Linked DNA regions of Bombyx mori: region 2 is linked to region 1. Evidence: chromatin contacts called from public Hi-C data. All regions are on one chromosome and are shown on one strand. The core of a region is the stretch at or near the end of the contact, and the rest is flanking DNA. Distances in the headings are between cores, read along the strand shown. Region 1 overlaps LOC101738852 (G1/S-specific cyclin-D3). Region 2 holds the start of LOC101738712 (splicing factor YJU2).

What was found. A called contact is a pair of places that touch in the nucleus more often than the background predicts.
Region 2: a contact with region 1 is called in a Hi-C map of midgut, with 1.7 times the contacts expected there. The contact joins the promoter of LOC101738712 here to the enhancer-like site in region 1. A contact is called at or near these places in 2 of 7 Hi-C or Micro-C datasets (midgut and an unstated tissue).

Annotation. Positions count from the first base shown.
Region 1 is chr13:6,528,509-6,532,344 of ASM3026992v2, forward strand. It overlaps LOC101738852 (G1/S-specific cyclin-D3), which reads right to left. Exons shown (of 5, transcript XM_004927873.5): 4 at 2,158-2,279; 5 at 1-1,796. The coding sequence ends at 1,608. Among protein-coding and RNA genes, the nearest start is that of LOC134199969, 13 kb to the right of the region's middle. Within about 2 kb of position 1,678, at least 6 of the 8 cell types and tissues checked have open chromatin away from gene starts, as enhancers often do.
Region 2 is chr13:6,616,364-6,620,382 of ASM3026992v2, forward strand. It overlaps LOC101738712 (splicing factor YJU2), which reads right to left and starts at 1,747. Exons shown (of 5, transcript XM_004927872.5): 1 at 1,598-1,747; 2 at 1,297-1,509; 3 at 380-554. The coding sequence starts at 1,621. Mir3255 (microRNA mir-3255) reads right to left here and starts at 788; the gene lies at 687-788. It overlaps LOC101738576, which reads right to left. Exons shown (of 20, transcript XM_004927871.5): 20 at 3,833-3,932. The coding sequence ends at 3,914.

The DNA of each region.
Region 1 (3,836 bases), core at 428-2,927:
ATACATTTACAACTAATATCCTATACACATAACAGATCACTAAATATGTATCAAGTCTATAAGCTGTTGTTTGACCTGATTCGCTTTTGTGGAAGACATCGAGTGATTTTTTTTTGTTTATACGTAGCTATAATTTTGTTTTTTTGTTTTTACGTAGCTATAATTTTGTTTTTTTTTGTTTTTACGTAGCTATAAAAAAATCGCACAGTTAGATTAACGTCAATTTACAGATAAATTAACCTTACATATATTTTACTAACGTAATAAAAGAAAGCACATTTATATTTTTATCGTAACCGCGTTTTAATTACTGCCTGAAATACACCACCCGTACTTAAATCAATATAGCTATAACTAAGAACATTGTATATCACATTTTTTTTTATTAACATAGTCACCTCTACGATCATTCTAACTACCTATGTAGACTATTAAGTACAAATAAAATGGAACATGACTATTGCATTGTTTATTTTAGTGCATTTTCGCTTAGGAACGATAAAGGTGGTGTTAAAATAATTGATCCTATTCTAAAAAAACATCTTAACGATCACATATTTCTATACAGCAATCTATAAAGAAAATGAAATTAGATCTACGTTAACTTATTATGACTGGAAGTGACTACAATACGAAATTCAAAGCAACAAGTTGATCCTATCACATAAACATACAAACTGAAAGAGCCGACGCTTTCGTTGCAAGGAACAAAAAAAAATCCCTAAATAACTAATTACGCAAAATATTAGAAAAATAAACAGTCCTTCGTCTACTATCAGACAACGTCCTACAAATAAGTTTTAGTTTTATAATAGTATCTGGTTTATATATTTGTTTGAAAGTATTATAATATACATACAATCTGTATATAACTAAGATAAATATAATCAAAAAAAATAATAATGAAAACTAACGTTAGTTTTTACAACGAACAAGCGTAATTTATTGCCTTCCCCCGATATAAAATAAACTCTGATAGTGTGTAGGTGTACCAATTTTAATTTCAAAGTGGCAAATACAAGCGCGTCGTAATGTCGGGTGTATATTTTATTCGAAGATGATAAAAGATAAGTCAACATTATAATAATACTAATGTATTTAGTGAAACCGATACCATCCAAAGAAAATCAGTAACATATTATTATTATTATACAATAATTAAAACGTGTATCTAACTTTGGTCCCGCGTAAACAATATTCAACACACATAATATGAACAACAGCTAATTTATCGGTAAAGCGTAGGGTATTTGCCGCATGAAACTGATAGTCCTTAATTATATAAGAGGTAGATTGCAATTTCTGAAGCCGTATTAACTAGCATGTACATTAAGGCTTACCAAGGTCACGTTCAATGCAAGTAATAATATAATTAGTGAACGTACAGACTAGAGGCAATTACAAGTAGCACGTAAGGCTTACAGTTATGTATTCACAATTAGTATATACGTACATTAACTAGGAGAGACATACGATTGTCAGTCTTTGTATCGATCAGTCCGCCGTCACGAATGCATCTGGCAACGTTTGTTGTAGTTTATAGTATTTTCGTACTGATGCTTCGTGATTACTTAATTAGATTGTGGAGGCACAGAGCCTGTCCAGGTTTAGAAGTGTACATCTCTGACGTCGGTGGGTGTGGCGGCGTTACTGTGCGCCTTGTCGTGCGGGGGGGCGGGGGGCGGCGTCCAGCCCGCCGCTTCTCGCGCCTGGCCGTTTGGGGGACACGAGTCACGCTCCACTATCAAACTTTGCACCATATCCTCGATCTGTTCGAGACAGGTCTGCAGGCAATCCTAAAAGAAATTTAAATTTAGACTTTGGATTCACCATTTAATTTGATTATTGTTCTGGTTTTTTTTTTCTTAATTTTTTTATACTAGTTTATACCATGTTTTAAGTCTGTACACACGTACCTAGCCTTCATTCCCGCAAAGAACCAAAGGGAAACGGGGGTGACTGAAAATCAGCGCTGCTCGATTTATCAGCCTTGAACAGCATTAGCTGAGCCACATCCTTTTGCCTTTTTCTGTTTTCTTTTTTTTTGTATTTTATTTAATTTAATGTGAAATGCAATAAATGATTTTATTATTATTATTATTATCTAATAGGTATTATTAGGCACGCAGTAAATGCTTGGGAAAATTGATTACTTACTAAGTCAATGCGCGTGAGCTCTTGGAGTCTCGATAAGTAGCCATCGTGTTCGAGACCTCGTAGTGCAGCAGCGATGCTGCAAGCGGCAAGAGTGCTTGAAGAGTACAGCGTGAATTCATAATCTGTAACAATAGAAATTCGTATTAGCTAAAAAAAAAATTTGATTGCTTAGATGGGTGGTCGACCTCACAGCCCACCTGGTGTTAAGTGGTTACTGGAGCCCATAGACATCTACAACGTAAATGCGCCACCCACCTTGAGATATAAGTTCTAAGATCTCAGAATAGTTACAACGGCTGCCCTACCCTTCAAACCGAAACGCATTACTGCTTCACGGCAGAAATAGGCAGAGCGGTGGTACCTACCCGCGCGGACTCACAAGAGATCCTACCACAATTAAAAATAAAATTCATTAAAGCATTCAATGTTATGGCGCCTTCCTTTCAATTGCTGAATTTAGTTATCATTGTAGCTTTCCTAACGAACATTCCTAAACGTGATAGTTTTTCGAGACGGTCCAGTAGTTGTGGGTAAATCTCGCCATCTCACTTGCACCGGCTGTCACTCAAGTCTGGAGAGTGTAGGCTCAAAGAAGCCGGCACCCGCCCTCGCGGCCGCATTCCACAGCCTGCAAGCGCATGCTCGACTTACTTGAATATTTCTCACGGACTTAGTTTGGCAAGCCCTCGTACTATATCTGGCACGATATTGTAATTCATGTCCTTACGTTCAACTGATAAAACTGCATACAAGTGAAAGTAATAACCCTACTAAAAGTAATAGTGCCTATCCGACGTTATTGTCGTAATACATTATTTGATCCTCGAATGATTTTAAAAACGCATATGTAAACACGATGTATGTGTTTCATGACTTCTTGTAGAAAATTAAAAGAAGTTACCAATAAAACTCGTAATTAAGATTGAATCTGGTAGTTTTTGATAAGGTAGTTTGGTAGTTTTTGGTAGATATGTAATAAATAAGGTAATTTGGTAGTTTTTGGTAGCTATTTGTAATGTGAGATAAAAATGAAAAACGAGTCATGATTATTAAATTTTTATGACTCACGAAAACCGAAGTAAATACTATGTATATGTAAATTTTATTTTAAGGGCAATTCGTAAATAAGTACGGTAATTGAAATTATTCGCCGAATGAAACACAAATGACCGGTGTTTACGCGTCAGGCCTAGCAGACAATGACACCCGCAAAATGCATATATTTGTACAAATATTGAAGAACCCAGACTGATGACCACGACCGCTCTGCCAAGGGGCAAACGACTGAGAAGAAGAAGATCAATTATTGATGGTAGGGCATAAGGTACATCCATCCATCCAACCTATTAATTATGCCGCGAAGCGGTTGTGCTCAACGGTTGGATCGGTGGGACAGCCCTTAAACAATACAATTAAGTTTCGACCTCATGCCTCAAGCATTCACGTTGTCACTTTCACTTAACAGCAGGAAGAGGCTGTGAGCTCGTCCACCCATCAAAGTAATAAAAAAATCTCCTATAGCCACAAAATCGATAATTAATATTTCGAGTGTTTTTATGGTCTAAAAGTTTTGTTTCTTTTTTTGTATTTAAATGCTCAAATTTACAATGATGTAATTTATACCTATTCGGGGTTTTTTATAATTTAGCTAAAAATATTTCATCGATTATTATATACAT
Region 2 (4,019 bases), core at 497-2,996, 88 kb after region 1:
ATTACAAATCGCCTCCCAAGCCTCTACACAACGCCCCCATTTTTTTCTGGGACTCGTACCGCCCCCTTTTAAGCCTGCAAGCGCCCACAATGGGGCGTTATCGCCCACTTTGGGAAAGGCTACCTTCAAGACATGAGGTAAAATTTTCAATTGTATATTGCATCAGTCATCTATCTACCTTTCAAACCAAAATCCAAAATATACAACTACTTTCTGGCCCAGGTATGTAAAACAAGTTGTAAAAGTGCAAAAAAAATTTGGTTTGTTTGATAAAAGGTTTCATTTCTTGCCAAGAAAGTATATCCACAAATCTATTTGAGAATCAAATAAACTAAAATACAGATTAATCATCACGGCAAGGCTATATTTATGTATCTACCTAATAGCTTCATAGGATTATTGGCTTCTTCTTCTTTTTGCTCTTCTTCTTCACGCTTGGCCTGTTCTTCAGCAAGTTTTAATGCCATAAAGTTCCTTGTAGCACCAGCTTCTATCTCATAATCGGTATTCTTTGGATCTGTTTTGAATGATATTTCTTGCAAGCAACGAGTACACTGAAATAAAATTATATTTAAAAATTAAACCAGGTCTTAAAGAATAAGCTACAGTGGTACAATCAAATAAACACAATTCTTCTATAAAAAAAAACAGATTTCCGTATTCTCTTGAAATAGTCATTAAATTATTTTGAAAGTAACTTTAATTCACATCATATTATGGCAATGATAGCCAGTATCCATCAAGATTGGTATAATACAACAGGCAAAACAAAGCTACTACCTTCAAGTATAAACTATATTTAAACCTATTTTGAGAACTAATATTCAAATGTACAATACTGAGTCAATTCTACCAGATTGAAACATGTTGCAAAAATGGTTTGTGGAAACACATTGTGAACAATGCAGATACCTATTTTGTCTTTAAAGACCTAAAAAGGCATAGAGTGTAAAACAATTATGTAATTAGAAGTATTCACTTATCACATTTGCAAATTAGCAATTCTAGGAATATAGCCTTGGCAATATCTTATGTGAAGGTGGAAGGACTCACATTGTGATGTCTACATGCTTTAGTCACTATTTAATGCCCATAAGGCTGCTTATGCACCCATATGTGTAATAAAATGATGCTACTTAACATATATATCTCTTTAGAAGCATTCTTGTTCTACAGGACACTTCATTAGACTTATGCTACCATAGAACATTTATATATATTTTTAATATTATGGAAAATTCACATTAGTACAGGTTGTTTAACTCATTTTTTAGTTTTGTTCATTGCCCTACTTACTTTTATATAGAACCTATATATCCTAATACCGAGGTAATCTTCATTCTCCACATCCTCTTTCCTAGCATTGAACTTTTTGCCTTTATAAATATATTCACCGCATGTAGCACATCGCATGTTAAATGGAGCCATAAGTCGGACTGTGTATTGACGATTTTTCGCTAGTTTCATACGAGGTATCTTCGAAGGATCGAAATCCGGTGGATAATATTTCTGAAACATTGCATGGTGCAGGTTTATACATATATCATTTAAATTGTTACAATATCACCCGCATACAAACCAAGAAACCATTACTTACATTTAAAACCTTTCGTTCCGACATTTTAACGAAACAATCAAATTATATGATTTTATTCACAAAATAATGTTATTTCTATTAAAGAGCACTTAGTTATTTATCTGTATTTGACGTTTATAATGTTTGACACTCATGACAATATTTTAAACTATTTAACGGCCTGGATCTTTGGCCTTTTAAGCCAAGTCATCAATTAAAAAAAATCATTCGTCGTATCTACGGATTCTCCATACGAAATAAAATAGATTAGAATTGAATGATATGATTTTTTTTTTTTTTTTTTATTGCTTAGATTTGTGGACGAGCTCACAGCCCACCTGATGTTAAGTGGTTACTGGAGCCCATAGACATCCACAACGCAAATGCGCCACACACCTTGAGATATAGTTCTAAGGTCTCAGTATAGTCACAACGGCTGCCCCATCCTTCAAACCGAAACGCATTACTGCTTCACGGCAGAAATAGGCGGGGCGGTGGTACCTACCCGTGCGGACTCACAAGAGGTCCTACCACCAGTAATTACGCAAATTATAATTTTGCGGGTTTCATTTTTATTACACGATGTTATTCCTTCACCGTGGAAGTCAATCGTGAACATTTGTTGAGTACGTATTTCATTAGAAAAATTGGTACCCGCCTGCGGGATTCGAACACCGGTGCATCGCTTCAACACGAATGCACCGGACCTCTTATCCGTTAGGCCACGACGACTTCATATGATCATGAGATATATATTTTTTATTGCTTAGTTGGGTGGACGAGCTCACAGCCCACCTGGTATTAAGTGGTTACCGGAGCCCATAGACATCTAGAACGTAAATACTGTCACCTACCATGAGATAGGAGTTTTATGATCTCAGTTTTTACTGTATAACGGCTGCCCCATCCTTCAAACCGAAGTGCATTACTGCTTCACGGCAGTAGGCGGGGCGGTGGTACCTACCTGTGCGGCCTCACAAGACGTTATACCGCCAATAATCACGCAAATTATAATTTTGCAGGTTTGATTTTTCCTTCACCGTGAAAGTCAAACGTGAACCGTTGAATGACGACCGAACGAACACCGTTGCATCGCTAGATACGAATACACCGGACTTCTTATCCTTTAGGCCACGACGACGAATATGAAATATTTGTTAAATAATAAAGAGCTAAGTGGTGACTATTAGAAAATTGGTCCCAGGTATTACCGATGAATTCAACAAGTGGCATCCAATATGGTTCAAAGGTGAAGTTGGTATCATTCTCGGAGCAGTCCAGCTTAGTATCGTCATACGATGGTATGGGCATGTTAAATGGTACATGTCGACACGAAGACGAATAGTGACATAATTTAAATCTTAACGTTTGCAACATTGAAGGATGATTTGTTAACAGTAAAACTGAGCTATTAAAAATATACGTGATGGCGGACAATACCCGCTGTTACGAAATTCCACCCTTCTCAGAAAAAAGGTACGTATTGTACGCAGTCGAGCGTGAACCGACGATAGGAAGGAAATAAACTGCTACAGATTTACAAGTTTGTTTTCTACTTCGCCAAATACAAGTCACGACGACCGACGATGATGACGCCTTATCAAAACAACCAGGACAATTCTGCGCCCCCATACTTATGATAAAATACAACTTGTTGTGTTCATTACAATTTAACAGTTGCCCTTTATTAGGTCTCTATCTATATATATATATTACCGCTTAGTACACAGAAAGCACAGACATTTTTCTCAAAATAATTAATTCAAATCAAAATATATTTAATATTTTATTTCTATCAATCTAATTATGTACCAATGGTACCGATTAAAATATTCATGTCGGAAGCGTTCAACTAAAATAACAAGTCGTGCGTTCGTTGACAGTGTTCATTTTGTCTCCGTTACTATTATTGTGAGCCGTTTGCGTGGCATTAAAAGTTACGTCAACCGTAACCATAGATTATAATAGCTTATTATTTATACCGTTTACCGTAACTAATTTAATGATCTGTAGTCCTTAAATACTCGTATTTTTATTGTATTTATACAAAATTATGTACGGTAGTGAAAACAAAACAAATAATAAACATATGACTAAACTTAAAAATAGAATCATATATAGATTTTCTTTTAAATAAAATTCATTTCAATTTAGAATTTATTACCATTCTTCGTCAAGTACCAGTCATACAATTCAAATGCGTAACGGCCACTTCAAAGAGTAAAGGCCTCTTTTTAATGAACAAAAACAAACATCTATTTTTTCACCTTCTTTAATTTGATTTTAAGACACACACAAAAATATATTTCCAACCCTTCACTAAACTTCACAGTATTTTTAGAAGAATAAAAATTTTCTGAAAATGAAAGAATGAATATTTTTATTACTTATTGCTGAATGTGCAGTAATTAAGTACTTAATTACAATTAAATAGTAAAATAAT